Regions from separate parts of the Anser cygnoides genome. Here region 2 is linked to region 1. A link is a contact called in public Hi-C data. All regions are on one chromosome and are shown on one strand. Each heading gives the region's core, a stretch centred on a gene start, on an enhancer-like site or on the middle of the called end of the contact. The rest is flanking DNA. Distances are from core to core; before and after follow the strand shown.

Region 1 (4,436 bases), core at 1,255-3,754:
AGGATGCTGCCCCACAGGAGAGCGATGCTCCACATAGCTGAATGCAGGTTGAATCCCTCCACGGGAAGATGAGCCTCTCCTCTGCCCCGTTTTGCCCCTGTTTCTGCTGCTTTCTTTCTTCCCTCTGCCCCTCATCCAGAGATGAAGGACTATGCAGCTCTTGCTCTGACAGGGTGCCTGTCTCTTTCGAAAGCCTGTCTTGGCTTCGAAACCAAGAAGGTGGAAATCATGCTGTGCATGGCTGGGGCTGGGATGTGGGCGGGTGGAAGGGGTGGAGACAATGTTTATTGCCGAGGCACCAAAGGCACTTGCCCCAAGGCTTTGTAAGCCTTGTTGATATTTCTCTGGGAGATGTGTTTCTCTGCCTTATCTTATGCAGCATAGCTGATGACAGCAGGAATGCTCAGATACTTGATTTGGTATGGGGGTTTAATTTTTACAAAGGTGTCTTTAGTGGGATTTCATTATAGAGTCACAGAATCACAGAATGGCCGAGGATGGAAGGGACCTCTGAAGATCATCTAGTCCAACCCCCCTGCCGACCAGGATCACCTAGAGCACATTGCGCAGGGCAGCATCCAGGTGGGGTTTGAATATCTCCAGAGAAGGAGACTCCACAGCCTCTATGGGCAACCTGTTCCAGTGCTCCGTCACCCTCACAGTAAAGAAGTGACCCCTCATATTCAAATGGAAATTGGAAACATTCTTGGAAACATTCCTGGAAACATTGGAAACATTCTTGGGCAAATTTGTTTTTTTTTTTTTTGATGTCAGTTGAATTTTGTTTTAGGTTTGAATTTCTTCTGTAGAACTTCTTTATGTACTATTCATTTTGTATTGAAACTTAATTCCTGCCCTGCAGCCTCTGGCCAGGCCAATCCAGGGCTCCACATACAGCTCTTGTAGTGCCTCTAACTTCTCCCTGGAAGAAGGGAAGAACTTTAACACTTTATTATCTTTTAGTTGTCTTTCTGTTTCCATTTAAATTCTGAGGCAGCTAACTTGGTGACTATTCGGAGATGCAGAGCCATGGGGAATGTTTCTGAAATCAGATAGAATTCTGTTTTTTGTCTGGCTAATTTAGGCTTGAAGTCAAAACCCTGTTGATTTCAGAGAATCAAATGTATTCCCAGATCAGTGACATACAGTGCTTCAAACCTGCAGATTATTTGAATGTCTGTGCTAGGTGAAAGGTGCACATTGCAGTTACATTGCTCTGTGAGCTCAGAGAGTGGATACACATGCACAGACTCCATGCCAAAGTAAATCCAGGGGATTGCTTCAGCTGGGATCAAAGAGTGGGCAGACGGCAAATTCATTCTGTATTGTGTACCTTTGGTTATGATCTGCAAAACAACAGCTGTGGCCAAAGCAAGATGAGGACAACCACCTTCAAATAAGGTTGTACCTAGAAGGCAAATAGGTCCAAGCCCTGCTCGCTTCAGCTGCCACTGCTGCCATCCAGAAAAAGGAAATAAAAGTTTGCAGTACCTGATAGGAGTCTGAAGGAGATTGGTGGTGGTGTCACTGTAGAAATACCTTATGGTTGGATGAAGCTGTGAACTGGATCTGGCTGGGATGGAGTTAACTTTCCCTGCGGCAGCCCATACAGTGCTGCGCTCTGCACTTCACAGAATCACAACTTGTAGCTAGAACAGCATTGGTAGCACACCAGTGCTTTGTGTATTGCTGAGCAGTGCTGGCACAGCATCAAAACTGTCTCCAAAGCTCCCCAGAGCCAGTAGGCTGGGGGTTGGCAAGAGGTGGGGAGGGGACATCACCAGGGCGGCTGACCTAAACCGACCCAAGGGATATTTCATACCATGTGGTGTCACACAGCACTCAGCAGTAAATGGTGGGAAAGGGGAAGGAGCAGGGGGGGGCTCTCGTTATGAAGACGTCTGTCCTCCTGAACAACTTCTACACATATTGAGGCCCTGCTTCCCAGGATGTGGCCGAACATTGCTTGTTGATGGGAAGCAGAAAAGAGTTGTTTTCTTTCTCACTTTGCTTCCATGTGGTCTCTGCTTTTTTTTTTTTTTTTTTTTTTTTTTTTTTTTTTTGAGGTGGGGAGGAAATTAATTGAAAGGTTTTGAATTCAAGCAGTGATGAAAAACTGGATGAGGGGAAGATCACTAATAAAGCACAGTCAGAGAGTTGAGGATCCTTTTTCACAAGCTAAGGATAATAGCTGCTTTGTCTCCCGTAGGATGCTACAGCCAGAATCCAGACCAGCCAAAACTGAGGTGAGCTTTTCTGCTAAGTCCCTTTGAGTTTGGGTTAGAGGTCACCCACTCCACATGTCCCCCACAGTGCTCTGACATCCCACCACCTGGAATGCCATCTGAGCTTAGACATGGGTGGAGAACTGTGCTGTGTGGTCTTTACTCTGCCATTGGTGGAAGTAAGTAAATATTAGCTAGTGTCATTAGCCTGGAAGAGATATAATCTCCATATATAAACTTCCCCCACACTTTGGCCTTAGGAACATCTGAGGGGTGTATTTAGGATTGTTCCAGCCCATCAATACAGGCTACTCTCTCCTCCTGTGCGGATCTTGACAGCTGTCTTTCCCAGCCCAAGCAATGGGAGCACCAGTGCTCCTTTTAGCCCTGAACCTATTCCCAGTTGCAGCTGAAGCAAGCCTGGAACCGTGAGATTATCTTTTGGTTTTGGGGGGCTTGGTGGAAAGGACTGTCATTGAAGGGTGTGGTGCTGAGGTGCTGCACGGTTTAGCATCACAGAGCTGCATGCAGGGAATCTTGTTATTAGGGAGGCTGAGCAGAAGCAATTCCTTCTGAGTTAATTTGGAGCTCGGGGTGTCAAGCACTACTGCAGGTGAAGCCCCTGGTATATGCTAGTGCAGGCACCGCACTAGCAGTGCACTGTACACACTGAAAAGCTACAGAAGCCACAATTTTGCCTTCATTCATCCTGTGCTTGTGAGGATGCAATTTGGTGTGAGGATGAAATTTGCTGTGAGGCCTGAAGCCTTATGCCTCGCTCACTGAGTTTTCAGCTTCATTCCTCACCTAAACTTTCTGTTCTTGTGTACTTGCTGCTGGGGCAGCTGTGTCCTGGCTGGTGGTGACAAGACACATACCAGGAGCCATCTGGTTCCATGCTGGGCATGTTGCTTCTTTCTGGCATGGAAAGGGAGCTGCACCACAGTTCCTTCCCTGTAGGCCTCTTTAGACATTTCTGACCTTTGGTGTGCCTCTTCATGAAAGCAGCAGAGATTTATTCTGGCCTGTCCACCTCAGCCTCTGAATTGTTTCTGAACATCTGCTCTCTTCTAGTCACTACATGGTGGTGTTCCCTGCTGTCATTCGCCATTCCCAAGAGGAGAAGCTCTGCATTCACCTCAGCTCCCTGACTGAGGCTGTTCACCTGGCTGTCACCCTGGAGGTGGAAACCGAGAATCGCACGCTGGTGGAACAGGACGTGGAGAAGCCAGGTACTTTTGAGTGCATCACCTTCCAGGTGAGTGTAGCTGTGGTTGCCGACTTGTCAGTAGATGATCTTCCTCTCACTTCAGACAGGAGTGCTCTCCTGACTCACTGTCCTTCTCTGCCTTGCCATGAGGTTCCAAGCAGGTGAAGTATCTTTTCCTACCAGTTCCAGACAAAATACAAGTGTGTCCTAGAACCTAACAAAGTAGGCAATCTTTCACAGTGTAGATATATATTTTTTAATCTCTATCGGCTGATTTCATCCTGCTGTTGTAGTTAGCTGAACTAGCTACACTGAGGCTCTGACATGACTACAGAAATTTCAGTTACATTTCTGGAGAGACGTGGAGATGTGTCTGGTGCTGGGACTCTACAAACTCTCCCTGTCTCCTTCAGCACCATACTAAGTTGCTGTGCCTATGCTCTGATTGTCCTACAGATTCAGCAGAACTCGAGAAGGGTCTGTAGTCAATTCTGGTTCTTTTATCAGCAAGACAATATTTAACAAAGTGTTTGGTGCCAGGACTTAGGAGAGAGTGAATCCTGGTTCTGGAAAGCCAGGGCATCTGTAGTTAAAAAACAAAACAAAACAAAACAAAACAACAAAACAAAACAAACAAACAAAAACACTTTCCCCTGCTGAGCTTAGTCTTTCTGATAGTGAGATGTCCAAAGTTTTTGCCTGACCCTTATCTTTTTCCCATTACTGCCTTAGTCAGCTCCATATCTGTCTTCCCTATGTGTTTTTTTGTTTGTTTGTTTGTTTTGTTTGTTTTTGTTTTGTTTTGTTTGTTTGTAAAAAAATCTTAAATTTCTGTGACGGGGAGAATGATATGTCAGATGGTTCACTCTTACATTCATGAATAAAAGACAGATGGTGACTGCTTCTTCTTCAAGCAATATTAAGTGGTCTAGAGGCTGATTCATGCAGTGGAGTTTGGACTCTGAAGTTTGAGGATTGTTTAACAGTGAGGTGATGTCTCA
Region 2 (4,408 bases), core at 1,761-4,260, 150 kb after region 1:
GGACCTAGGGAGTACCATTTCCCTCAAAACCAGGCAATGGGATAAAGCATGGTAAGGAGCCAGCAGGCACCTCTGGCCCCTATTCGCAGCTGCAGAAGCAGTGAAAGGAGGGACCTCCAGCCACCCAGGGAATGACTTACAGCTTTTGATTATGCTGCACTAACTAGCTGCTTGCTACATCACTACCCTTCCTCCATAGCCTTCTCACCACAGCTTCACCCTACGTCCCCTAATCTAATTTTCCTTGCATCCTGTCAGTGGCAATGTGACTGCAACGTCCAGTCTACCGAAGGGACAGCGTGACCTAGTTCATAGGGAATTTGGCTTTATTCCTCCTCCTGTTCACTGTTTCACTGAAATTTTGGCCAATGCACAGAACTTCCCCCTATGCCAGCTTCACGGTCTTTGAAACAAGGTTATGAAATACGCTGTTTATAGACCTCCCTTCAACTGTTTTGAGATGTGTTGGTGAAAAGGGCTAAATGAATTAAAGTACTATGAAAGCTTTAAATAGTCTGGGTCACACAGTCCATATACAGCCATTCCAGGACGAAATGCTTCTGGGCTACCAGAAGAGACCTCACCAGCCTCGCTGCCAGCAAGGTTGGCAGTATTCTGAAAACAGAGGCAGTGACTCCATCAGAAGCAGGCAACAAGGAGGGATAAGGGACCCTAGAGAAAGTGGCTGACTTAAAAATGCTAAGTTTGTCTATACGGAGAAGGTAATACTCTAGCTTACGATGGACTAGCTTAGAATCATAGAATCATAGAATACATGATTCTATGATTCTTGATACTTCCATGTATCAACTCTCAGCTGCTTCCTGGAACAAACATTCAAGCAAAGAAACCACTGAGTTTCATCAGCTCTGTCAATCTGTATCCATATCTGTCAATTCAAATACCATCATGAGCAAGCACTTTTGGCTATCTCAAATATATTCCCAAACATTATACACTACATTGTAAAATAGCTTACATGCACAACCACATATCAGAATAGGTGAACAATGCCTACTGTTGAATTCTTCCAGAATAGATCCAGAGTAAGAAAAAAAGTCCTATTGTCAGTATGCCGCAGTATCGTACATATATATATATATATATTTGTTTGTTTGTTTGGAAAGGACATTTGGATGTCTCAAGCCAACTTCTCTCCTGGAAAAGGAAGTTGCAATGGGTCACCCGTTCTGATGCTGCAGTAACATGGTGAATAAGAGTTTTATTTATTTTTTAATATCTAATCTGAACCTTAATTGTGTCTCCTGTGCAGATAGCCACTTCTGAAACAGAAAGAGCAACAACTGTTGCTGCTTATCAAAGCTATCTCCCTGTGCAAGATGCAGAACGCAAATCTTGGTTGGAAGCTTCATTTTGATTTGACTTGGAGGTCTTCCGTTCTAGGGTAGCTTCCCTCCTGTGTTATACACAGCATCGGATCAACCCTGCAGCACACGGTACCAAGTGTGAGTGAGATCCATTATTCTCACACATGCCTAGCAATTCACTACTCAGACCACACTGTCTACCTCTTCCCTGACTGCTTACTGCACTCAGCTCCTATCTTTGTTCTGTGATCCCAAATACACCTCTCCTCCTCACACCTTTCTCATCCTTTCCTCTTTCTCCCCTCCCAAAATGATGCTCAGTTCAGAGAAAAAGAGCAGCATGTTGCCTATGCGAGGAAAGGACCAAGCAGTTTCCGTCTGATCTTTGGCAGGGATATGAACAAGATTACCGTGGAGACACTGGAGAGCTTTGCCTGACCCCAAAGCAGACTTGGCTGGCTTATCTACCCCAGAAGCAGCCAAATAGGGCAGGTGAATGAGGGACTGATGGTGAAGTGTGAGTCAAAGGTCCTTCAGTTTTGAGCCAGTCACCACTTTACCTCTGACCACACAGTAAGCAACAGCAGTGTTGCTGCACCTCCTGCTGCAGCTACTAGTGCTCATGCGGTGCTTGTCGGCACGAGATCTCTAGCAAGCATCACAAGACCAGCTTCGGAACCACAGAGGAGAGAACCGTGGCACAGCAAGAGGCACGCTGTGACAGCAGCAAGAGTCTAAAGAGGGAGATTGCTCTGCCTGGACAAGAGGCTGCAGAACCCTCTGTGGTAGGTGAGGCTGAGGTGGGGAGGCCAGGCTGATCTGCCCTTGCAGAGCTTCTCCTTGGGGCCCTCAGCAGTGTGAGTGCTGCAGCCATGCTCCTCACCTGCAGAGCCCCGGGGTGGACATCCCAGGGGAGGGTGCCAGCGCCAGACTCCATGCTGGCGGAAGGGAATTTAGGTCACAGATCCTCTTTGGGAACAAGCACGTCTGATGCTGCCAAGGGAAACAAACTGGGATGAAAGAAACAGGAGAAAGGGAACAAACCAGCTTGAAAGAAACAGGAGAACGCGGAGAAATGACTCAATGATCAAAACAAGGATACTACGGGAAAGGTAAGTACATGCATGCCCACAAAAACTCAGGCACCTGAAGATTTCTAGGTAAGAATATATTTAGGCAGAGATATTGTTCTGAACCAGGGCTGGACTAGCAGGGGAGTACCGAGGGGAAGAGGGAACACTGGCAGAGATGTGCAGGAAGGTCAGGGCTGGGCTAGTAGTGGGATGCAGGGTAGGAATGGGAGAAACTGGCACAGCTGTATAAAGAATGACAGAAAAGAAGAAAAATGACAGAAAAAAAAAAAAAAAGGAGCACTAAGACCTCCCTCCCCCTTCCATATGTGTAGCTTACGGTTCTGTAGTGGGAGAGGTATTTCCAGGGAGGAAGAAGAGGAGAAGGAGGAAGATATCTGGTTTGCCAAAGAGCCAGTCCTTCCCCATGGTGCAGAGCAGGACTGTGGTGACTCAAGCAGACATCCAGTCTGGTCCGGTGCTGTTGTTTTCCTGCACCTTGTAATTCCCCTCCACTCTCTGCTGGGTCAGCCCCTTTTTAACTGCTCTCTGCAAACAGCCCAGGGGCTAGAGGAGATAAGGGCTGTGGGCCAGGACCCATCCGGAAATGGGGAGAGGCGAGAGGCGTATAAGGAGGAGCTGGAGCAGAGGGACAGTATTTGGCTAGAGACTTTCAATGTGGGGGAAGGGTGTTTATTGGACAGTACTTATATTAGAAATCTTCGAACCATTCATACCCTGCTTTCTTTAACCCATCAGAGATCCACAGTCTTGGGGAAATGAACCAGGTTTGACACAAGGTTGCTCCCTGAGGGTAGCATCCAATCTCAGCGCTCGGACATCCAGTAATGCCATCTTTTGAAGTCAAAAGCTGTGTTTATAGGTATGTTACGACAAAAGGAAACCCACAGGCAAAAGCATTGCTCATGTTATATTAACAGAATACTGCAGTAGTTTGCTGACAAAGCCCCTAACAGGGCTGCTAGGTTAGACAATTAGTCAGTCAGGAATAAAATCCAAAGTGAGGTGACTACAGGTCTAGATATGGAAATATGTTGTTTCCACTGTGAACATGCATAAATATTAGGCAATGCCATCGGGTGGCATCCCTGCCCCCCAGCATGGTGATCATCTTCCACCATTCTGTGTTGCCTGCTCTTAGACTGCCTGGTCTGGGGTGAAAATGTTCCAGGTGCCCCAGGTGTCTCCCCTTTCCCTTTGCCAGATTCAGAGCTGTGCTGCTGTGAGTTGCATCCATAGTGAAAGTCACTCAGAAACAGCACTGCTCACTTGGCTTGGTTGTCTGTGAATATCTTGTTGCAACAGCTTATCCAGAAGTTGAATTTAGTAATTAAAAAAAAAAAAAAAAAAGATTGCTACATTCCAGCTGGTCACAAAAATGAAATACTCAGTCCAAGCTACCAGAACTCCCTGAGTAGCCTGACTTTGTGGGGTATTTGTATCAGCCCTTGGAAGACTGCAAAACTGCAGCTGTAGGGCTTCAGCTTGCCCTACAGAGTCTCTGCAATCAAAGAATCAAAGATTGGTCACGCTCTTATTAGAGATTTGTGACCCCTGTGAAGAGTCCTGTTGTGTATGAATACTCAGGAGATAAAATACTTTAGCACAAATCTTATTGAATGTGATTATATGAAGCCACATTAGTGGCAGAGGTTCTCTGATCTGTACAGAGGAACTGATAAGATCAGAACAACACTAATGGTTTGTCTGAATATTAAACTTTGAAATATAGTGAATGTTAAAACTGAATGTTAGTTTAACTACATAGTGTGTCTTGACTCTTGTGCTGACAGAAAACTGCAGGGAAGAGCAGTGTGAATGATGAGGAGAAATGTCTGAGGAGGAAAGGAAGTTTAAGAACTGTGTTCAAAAATCAGGCACAGTCTCTCATGGAATAAAGTTCAACACCTTTTTACAAACCACAAAAATAAGGAAAACAAACAGGAGGCAGCCAGTGCTAGGAATAAGTGTTATATAAGCGTGATATGA

What was found. Hi-C and Micro-C count contacts between places; a contact is called where the count stands out from the background.
Region 2: a Hi-C map of liver shows a contact between it and region 1, with 8 times the contacts expected there. The contact joins the promoter of LOC106048077 here to the promoter of LOC106048076 in region 1. A contact is called at or near these places in 2 of 7 Hi-C or Micro-C datasets (both in liver).

What each region holds. Positions count from the first base shown.
Region 1 is chr1:104,732,968-104,737,403 of Taihu_goose_T2T_genome, forward strand. It overlaps LOC106048076 (alpha-2-macroglobulin-like protein 1), which reads left to right and starts at 2,505. Exons shown (of 37, transcript XM_067005594.1): 1 at 2,505-2,653; 2 at 3,300-3,483. The coding sequence starts at 2,586. It overlaps LOC106048075 (alpha-2-macroglobulin-like protein 1), which reads right to left and starts at 178. Exons shown (of 36, transcript XM_013199859.3): 1 at 1-178. The coding sequence starts at 35.
Region 2 is chr1:104,883,414-104,887,821 of Taihu_goose_T2T_genome, forward strand. LOC106048077 (alpha-2-macroglobulin-like) reads right to left here and starts at 3,011. Exons shown (of 36, transcript XM_067005523.1): 1 at 2,739-3,011. The coding sequence starts at 2,827. It overlaps LOC106048085 (a long non-coding RNA gene), which reads left to right and starts at 1,845. Exons shown (of 3, transcript XR_010824806.1): 1 at 1,845-2,440; 2 at 3,158-3,281.